Regions from separate parts of the Mus musculus genome. Here region 2 is linked to region 1. The links are chromatin contacts, called in public HiChIP or PLAC-seq maps. All regions are on one chromosome and are shown on one strand. The core of a region is the stretch at or near the end of the contact, and the rest is flanking DNA. Distances in the headings are between cores, read along the strand shown. Region 1 holds the start of Mpv17l (Mpv17 transgene, kidney disease mutant-like). Region 2 holds the start of Bmerb1 (bMERB domain containing 1).

The links. HiChIP or PLAC-seq counts read pairs in DNA pulled down with a chosen protein or histone mark.
Region 2: an H3K27ac HiChIP or PLAC-seq map of embryonic stem cells shows a contact between it and region 1, with 11 read pairs. The contact joins the promoter of Bmerb1 here to the promoter of Mpv17l in region 1. A contact is called at or near these places in 3 of 39 promoter capture datasets (cranial neural crest, embryonic stem cells and macrophages), 1 of 15 datasets of contacts at CTCF or cohesin (the NIH/3T3 cell line), 11 of 484 Hi-C or Micro-C datasets (cerebral cortex, cortical neurons, embryonic stem cells and 3 more), 6 of 115 datasets of contacts at active chromatin or transcription factors (all in embryonic stem cells) and 2 of 9 other capture datasets (adipose tissue and pancreatic islet).

Annotation. Positions count from the first base shown.
Region 1 is chr16:13,938,202-13,942,549 of GRCm38.p6, reverse strand. It overlaps Mpv17l (Mpv17 transgene, kidney disease mutant-like), which reads right to left and starts at 1,885. Exons shown (of 4, transcript NM_033564.3): 1 at 1,527-1,885. The coding sequence starts at 1,836.
Region 2 is chr16:13,984,240-13,988,587 of GRCm38.p6, reverse strand. It overlaps Bmerb1 (bMERB domain containing 1), which reads right to left and starts at 1,951. Exons shown (of 6, transcript NM_144518.3): 1 at 1,695-1,951. The coding sequence starts at 1,797. Ifitm7 (interferon induced transmembrane protein 7) reads left to right here and starts at 1,721. Exons shown (of 3, transcript NM_001270718.1): 1 at 1,721-1,958.

The DNA.
Region 1 (4,348 bases), core at 636-3,135:
GGACAGCACTGTTATCTAATCTCAGAGTAATCATACACACAATCACTATCTATACCAAGATGAAGAACATGGCTAAAAGTCTGGATCATGCTGTCTTCTGGTGAACTTCCAAGCCCTCCATGCCTGTGTTCTCATTATCTGACATGGGAATTGTGAGAGTATCCAACAAATGGTAGCTCAAAGATTAAATCGGAATCTAGCCCATCAAGTCTTAAGTCCTGGCTCCTAACCCCCTCATCACTGCACCAAGCTACAGTAAGCACTGGGATGTGTTTGCAAAGCTGGCTGAGAGATCGCTCGAGAGAACAAGGCACAGAGCTTGGGCAAATCAGAAAAAGCCTCTTGCTCTCTGGTTGTCTATTCTAACTTCACTGACCTTAGCCATGGCATTAGCTGAGACTATAACAGGCCACCAGGTCTTTGATGTTTCCTGTGGGTTATAGAAGGAAAGGAAGTTAATACAAACTCCCTATAATACCTCCCAGAGGAGGGTAAGTTTCTTCTAGATGGTTCGCCTACCTTTATTCGGTTTTAGAAGACATTAACAAGCTGAGCCTGGTGGGTCAAGAATGTCACCCCAACAACTTGGGAGATTTAAGTGGGAGAATCACAAATTCAAGACCAGCCTGAGCAACTCAGTGAGCCCCTGTCTCAGAATTAAAAACGAACTAAAGACTGCAAATATAGTTCAGTTGGCACAGCTTGAGGCCGGAGGGAGGCTTTAGGCTCAGTTGCTGGTGATCTACCATCCCCAATGACAGTCCCTGGAAAAGACTCTCCAAACACGGAGTGGCCCTCCCCAGCTGCCACTGCCTTTTAGGATACAGAAATTGCTAAGGAGACAAAAACCAAGAGACCCTTTGTTGTTCTCAGTAAACCAGGCAGAAAAGATTCCCAAAGCCAGCTCATCCAGCCCGGCTTGAAAACAGCTTCCTCATAGGTACACCACCCCCTCCCATTCTCTGTGTGACCCCACCCCAGGGAAATCTTGTTGCTCAAGCAAGACTAAGACCCTGGAAATGACTTCTGTAATCGCATATTTCACCCACTCTGCCCCCAGAGTCACCACCGATCCCATCACTTTTGAGTTAATGTGCTGGCCGCAGAGCCTCAGGTGTGGCTTTTTCTAGAACAGGTGGAGTCTAGGGATGGAGCTGCTATGGGGCTAAGCTAGGGTCTCTTGAAGATGCTTCTTTCTGGAGGAAAAGTGACCTCTCCCTCCTGAACTCTGTCAACCTCAGCCTCTCAGCTCGGACACCAACCCTCTGAATCCCTGGCACTTGGCATCTCCAGTTCCCCGGCCAGCGGCCCCCAAATTCTTCCTTCTGGAAACCTCAAGTCCTCCAATGTCCAGACCTCCGATCGCTGCTTCAGAACTTCCTTTCAGCCTTAATTCCCGGGCCGCAGAGTTGTCACCTCCTGCCTTAGCCCCAGTGGCTTTAGATCTCCGGTCTCCCCGTTCCCCGCACCCACCCCCACTCCCGAGCCTCCTGCCTGGCCTCCAGTGCCCGGCCCTGGCCCCTCACCGACGTAGAAGGCAGAGAGGGCTATCGGCCCTCCGACAGTCTGATCGCATAGCACCTTGGCCAGGACCGTGCGCGGCGCGCGGCCTGGCAGGGCGCGCTCCAGTAGGCGCAGCCACACGTAGTTGAAGTTTCCGTGGAAGGTCACGGCCAGAGTGGCCACGCGACGCGTCTGGCGCCAGTCGGCTGGGCCTCCCCGCAGTCGCTGCTGCAGGGCATCACCCGCCGAGAAGAGCCCGGCGTAGAGCAGCACGTTAGTGGGCCACGGATAGCGCCGTGCTGCCTGTGGAAACGCGCGCCACCAGCTCGCCATACCTGCCCCGGGTGCCCTCAGGGCCTGCACACCTGACTGCATGCATTTCAAGCGCCAGAGCGATTGGACCTCCCTCTGCACACCCAACCCGCTGGTCCAATCCAGTGACAGCTGGCCACCGAGAGGGCGGAGCTTCTGTGGTGATGTACGGCGTCCACCGGGATGTGACAATTTCCATGAAATTTCCAGGAGAGACATTCAGAAAACAGACTGCCTAGCATGGCATCGGTTCCCCACTACCGCAATAAAAAGTAAGAAAGCAAGCTAGCTCCAAAGTGTCAATGTACTGGAGATGCTGGCATACAGAGAATCATTCTTTTAGCACACAATACATCATCTTACTGGGTCACTATAGGCCGATGTCAGAAGAATGAATTACTGCTGGATGTGCCTATTCTGCCCTCCAGCTTGTGTCTTCGTGACCCCTGACATCCCAAAACAGGCTTGGAGACCCATGGTGTCAGTTCCAGGGGCAAGGGTGAGCATTTGGGGAGCAGGCAGAAGCTCTGACCTTGTGCAACTCATTTTCTCCATGTCTTTTTCTGCCTTACCCTCCTTCTGTGATAGCCAGCCTCTCTTCCAACACTCCCCTCTGTCTTGTTTGTTCACTGTAGTTTTTATTTTTTTAAAAAATCTAGTACCTTTAAAAAGATATTTTCTATTTATTTTTAAATATTCATTAAATTTTACTTTATGTGTATAGGTGTTTTGTCTGTATATCACTTACCATACTAAGTGCCCACAAAGTTACATACCATCATTAGCTGCCATGTGAGTGCTGGGAATTAAACCTGGGTCCTCTGGAAGAGCAACTAGTACTCTCAACCACTGAGTCATCTCTCCTGCCTATTTCAATTACTTACATTCTCTCAATCTCTCCCTCTCTCCCTCTCCCCCCCCCCTCTCTCTCTGTGTGTTGGGGGTGTGGAGATCAGAGGACAATTTTTATTTCTCTCTTTCCACTATGTAAAGTCCTGGGGACTGAATTGAGGATGTCAGGCTACTAAACCCCTTCACCAACTCGGTGCTTGAATTTTGAAATATTTTCAGACTCAGGGAAAATGTAGGAAAATTATACAAAGGAAGCCAGATGTGAGACATACCCTCTCATCCCTACACTTGGAAGGGAGGAGTGCTGAGGCAAATTGCCCAGAGTTTAAGGCAAATTGCCCACTCTAGGCTATAAAACAAGACCCAATTTCAAAACAAACAAACAAAACAAAACAAAAAACAGAAAATAAAAATATACAAATAATTCCCATATAATCTTACTTGTTTTGTTTTGTTTGAGTCAGAGCTCACATTGCCCAGGCTAGCCTCAAATTCCTAATCCTCCTTCTGCTGCTGCTTCCTAAGAGCTAAAGTTACAGGCTTGGGCCACAGTGTTCAGCTACCATATGCTCTTTGCTTGGTCCTCCCCAAGTGTGGCATCTTACATAAGTGTAGTATGATTATCAAAACAAGGAAAAATGTAGGGGTGCAATACAATCTCCCAGTTTACATGCCAATCTTACTTAAGCTGATGTGGGAAGTCACTTTCTCTCATCCAACAACCAAAGCTGGACTGCTATAGTGTTTCCTTAGGTCTTCAACCTGAACCATAGACCAATTCTCTCAAGGATTGTCACTAATTATAAGTCATTTTTTATAAGCTGAATTGTCTCCTATCATATTTTATACATTGAGGCCCTAACTTTTAGCTCTTCAGAATGTGACTATATTTGGAGACCTTAAAGAAGTGATCCAGTTAAAGTGAGGTTCTGAGCTAGGCAATACAGTCTGTACGGTGCCTTCATGAGAGGATACGGATGCAGCAAGAGACACCATGGTGAATTCATATAGAAGAAAAACATAAGATGATAACTGGCTATTTGGTCTATTTGTGGTGTCCTTGCTTGTATTTCTAAGTGGGAGTGGAGGCATAACAGTCAAGGGTTCAAGATTATTTCCAACTATACAGTGAGTCTGAGACAAGCTTGGACTCTATAGACTCTGATTTTATAAACCAAAATGAGGGGCAGCAAGGACAGCTCTGGGGTAAATGCTCATGACTTCAATCTCCAGAACCCATGTGGCAGACTGCTACAAAGTGTTCTATGACCTTCCCAAATGCCATGTGCACTTATATATAAATATGCACACAGAAAGAAAGACACAAACACAGAGAGGCAGGGAGTAAAAAAAAAGGAAGAAGGCAGTCAAGGAGAAGGAAACTGAAAGGTAAGGGAGAAGAAGGTGGCAATCTGTAGACCAAAGAAAGAGGAGTCAGAATAAAACCCATCCGACCTTCCTGAACTGTTTTGTTTTGGGTTTTGGTTTTTCGAGACAGGGTTTCTCTGTGTAGCCCTGGCTGTCCTGGAACTCACTCTGTAAAGCAGGCTAGACTCCAATGCAGAAATCTGCCTGCCTCTGCCTCCCAAGTGCTGGTGGGATTAAAGGCGTGCGCCACCACTGCCCAGACTTTTTTTTTTTCTTCCTGAACTGTTAAAAAAAGTTGTTTGAAAAATGTTTT
Region 2 (4,348 bases), core at 702-3,201, 46 kb before region 1:
TTGTCACATTGTCAGCCAAAGACCAGAGCCCTAGTCAAACCAGGGGTTCCTTGACTCTACGTGGCTTCTACTCTATGGGGACCCAACTGTCTATCAAGCACTGTGGACTTCAGGGATCAACATGGCTACTATCTGATTATAAAATTACCAACCATCTTTGAAACAGACCCAGGAAGCAGTTAACCTTCATGAGAAATGTATGGAGTCCAACTCATCTGGGTCTGAATCCTGGTTCCATCATTTCCATTTGAGTTACCTAGCAAGCCCCCGCCTTCTCATATATGTAAAAAGCACTACAGTGCCACACAAGGTTGTACCAGGGATAAATAAGAGATGTTTCTGAAGCTTTCAGAACATGGCAATCTAACAATACAAGGCAGCCATGGGTGGTATTATTTAGAGCGTATAAACCACAGACCTGCAACCTCTAGGTTACCTCAAAGTGCCAAAGCTAAAGGATTTAGGAAGGATGAAGCAGGAGAAAGGACCTAGGTCTAAAAGGAGAAAGAAAATGTAAGAAAGAAAGAGGTTGGAAGCATCAGAACACCCATTATAGCAGGAACGAAGACATTTGAACTTGAAATAGAAACACAATATAGCTTGAGTCCATAGTTACAAGAATGGAGAAAACAATCACAAAGGCATGTGCGCGAGTGTGCACACACACACACACACACACACACACATTCACACACATTCACACATTCACACTTTCTCCCAAGTGAGGTAGAAAAGGAGCTGATTGACAATGCTTTAAGTACATGTAGCTCAATGGCTGCTGCTGGGGAAGAGCACTAAGCCTAGAGACCCAGTCAGAGCAGGTAGCTTTAGGGTTCCTTAGAAGGCAAGAGGGCTGCAGGCTATACCAGGTCTGCTGGGCAAGCCATACCAGAACAGGAGGCAGAGTGGAGGACATTTGGAAGCTCCTAGAGTCAGGGACATCAATGACCTTAGACTTTCCAGATAGCCTCCACTGTTTGCAGAGTTTCAAGTATTGTGTCCAACAAATTGAAAGCAAAAGTCTTGGATTCATTTACAGATGTTTGTTGATACCAAAACACCAAAGAGAGAGCCAGTAAGTACAGAGGTCTGCTTCAAAACCGCTTTCAAGAGCTGAACCAAACCAAATCGTATCATTGAGTCAAGAGCTAACAGAGTGGGGGAGGGGGGTTGCACAGCGCTAACCTTGCCCTTTGCCTGCTCTTTCATCTCTCCTCTGACCCAAGAGGAGGTGGGACAATGCTGGAATTTCAGCTATGCTCTGAACCTCAAGGCTGAAAGAGCACACAGACACTCCCCCATTTCTGTATGTGGGGCTTTCAAAGCTGCCCTTGGCTCCTGCGCCCTCAAGCATCCTAACACTCTAGCGTTCCTCCTCCTGGGATGCAGGAAAGACGGTCCTTCGCAAAAGCTGCCTCCGGCTGCCGGATCTCGGACTCCTTAGTCCAGTACAGCTGGACTCCTAGCTTAGCTGCCTCGCGATTTCCAGAGGAGCCTCCCAGTACAGCCCAGCCCTGGAGGGTCCCCTCTTTTGTTTGTAGGGAGAACCTACAAACTGCTGTTGTGCAACACTGGAAGCCCAGCTGCGGGGGCGCTTCCCGTCTGCCAGCCTGCGTTCCGGTCTGCTCTAGGGGGCCCCAGTTCAGCACGCGAGTCCCCAACTGTCCCCACCCGTTCCCTGCCCGAACACTCACTTCCCAGTCCCTCCGCTTTCCATGCTGTCTCCTCCACCGCCCCATAACGCCTGAGAGGCTTCTCGGCTTCCAGATGAACAGACAGAGATTGCTTTAACTCCATTGCTGTTCCCCGCGGGCAGGTCCAGGGGTCTGGTTCACTCCATCCCTGCTGAAGGCTGCGGGGAGGAAGGCAGCTCAGATCGGCAGTGTTTTAATGGGCCCGGCGTTGCTGAGGAAGCTGCTCCATCTCTTCAATCTCCAGCACCTGAAAGCTCCCAACTGGTACCCAGGATGGGGGAGGGATGCATAACACATGCGCAATGGAAGCTGGAGGGGGGAGGTTTGGGGGCTGGGTAGGGAGAAAGAGGGACAGATGATAAACTCTCTAGAACAACAAAAACAAAAACAACTAAAATAAAATCACCCCCAAATGAAACAAGAATAAGGCACCTGCCCACACTGAAACCAGTAGATAGGCTTTCTGTGGATGGATCTAGCATTGTGGGTGACTGGGGATCTGTTAGAGGGCTGGTAGGTTTCAAGCGTGATTGGTGAGCCAGAACAGTATCTGTAGATGTGATGATCCTTCTTTGTAGACAAGCCCAAGTATGGACCGCTGCTTTCAGATTCTGTTGTTTGCAGTTATGTGCATGTTTTGAATATAAAAGGGGGACAGCAGCTACGTGTGTGTGTGTGTGTGTGTGTGTGTGTGTGTGTGTGTGTGTGTGTGTGTGTATGTACACCTGTGTCAATCCTGTGCATTTGTATGGAAAGGAACAAGAGAAGCAAATATTTTGTATATAAGGCCAACAAAGCTGTTCAGAACACTGATCTTTACAAACCTGGAAAATAATTGTGACCAAACATAACAGCAATAAAAAAAAAAAAAAAAAAAAAAAACCAGTGTCAGGACTGGCAACAGAGCTCAATTGGTATAACATTCACAGCCTAAGCATGAGGGTCCAAGTCTGATCTACAGGACAGAGCAGGCATTAAAAGAGCAGATACAGCCGGGCGTGGTGGCATGCGCCTTTAATCCCAGCACTCAGGAGGCAGAGGCAGGCGGATTTCTGAGTTCGAGGCCAGCCTGGTCTACAAAGTGAGCTCCAGGACAGCCAGGGCTATACAGAGAAACCCTGTCTCGAAAAACCAAAAACAACAACAACAAAAAAAAACCCAAAAAACAAACAAACAAAAAAAGAGCAGATACAGCTCTAGTCCCAATGCTAGGAGTGAAGGCAGGAGGAACCCCAGGGCTTGCTTGCCCCAAGACACCTTATACCAACTTCTGGCTTACACATGCACACTTTTTGGTTTTAATATAAAGTTAAGGGATGAGAATGCAGCTCAGTTGGCAGAATACTTGCATAATATGCACAAAGCCTTTGGGTCCTATCCCTAGAACTACATGAACCAGGCATGTGATTCTAGCACACAAGAAGAGGCAAGAGGATCTGAAATTCAAATTCATCCTTGGATATGTAGGGTGTTTGTATAGCAGCCTAGGTTACACAAAACCATGAATGAATGAATGAATGAACGAATGAAGTGTTATCAGCAGCTATTGATAAAAGTTAATACTACTTTTTGAATTACTGCTAAACATAGACCATTTCCCAATGTCTCTGTGAAACCTCACACTCCATTCCTGTCTGCTTTACAGAAGATAGAACTGAGGTACAGAGAGATCACTTACCGTATCTCCAAACTGCCGGGGACCTCATCAGCCCTTGAATCAGGCTAGACTGTATGAATTCGGATTCTGCCTCTTATTGTCTTGATTTCCTTGTCTAGTTATATTTAAAGAGCCTAAAAAATATGTATGTGCATGAGCTGGGATGCATGTGGGGAAGTTTATGTGAATGTAAGCACCCTCAGCCGTCAGAAGTATTGGATCCCCTGGAGCTGGAGTTACAGGCAGTTGTGAACCACCAGATATGGCTGCAGGAAACCAAACTTGGGTCATCTGCCAAGGCCATGACTGCTCTTAACTGCTGAGCCATCTCTGCAGCACCTTAACTGTAGTTATATTTTGTATGGAGGGAGAGGAACAAAAAGGCTCTAGGTCAGGGGATGCTGGTGTGCTGTTTAATAGTTATCTTCTGATGCCACCTGGGACACTGGTGTCTATTTTTATGAGTTGGAAATGTGAAACAGTCCAGTTTTCCAGGAAAATGACTTTACCACTTAAAAAGGTTATTGTTTACAGTGAACTCCTAAACAGCTTCAAAAAGTTTTAAAATGTAAACCTAGATTATAGCAACAAGTTTTGTTCTGTTTTGTTTGGGAGTTTGAATTGAGATGGGGTTTCACCATGTGGTCACTTCTGAGAGGCTCTAACCTAATCACATAAAAGCATAAAAATAATATTTTATTTTATTTTATTTTATTTACTAATGAGGCATAAGAAATGAAACAAAGAGGCCAGAGTCTCAGCTATTCTGAGTACTGGCTGCTCTTGCAGAGAACCAGGGTTCCATTCTTAGCACCCACATGGCAGCTCACAATGTTCTGCAACTCCAGTTCTAAGGGACCCAATGCCTCTTTTGGCCTCCAAGAGCACTGAGTGCATGTGCACAGACACACATCCAAAATGCCCATACATACAAAATAAAAATAGTTCTTTGGTAAAGAATTGAAATAAGACAAGCCAGTAAGCCCTGATCTCAGGA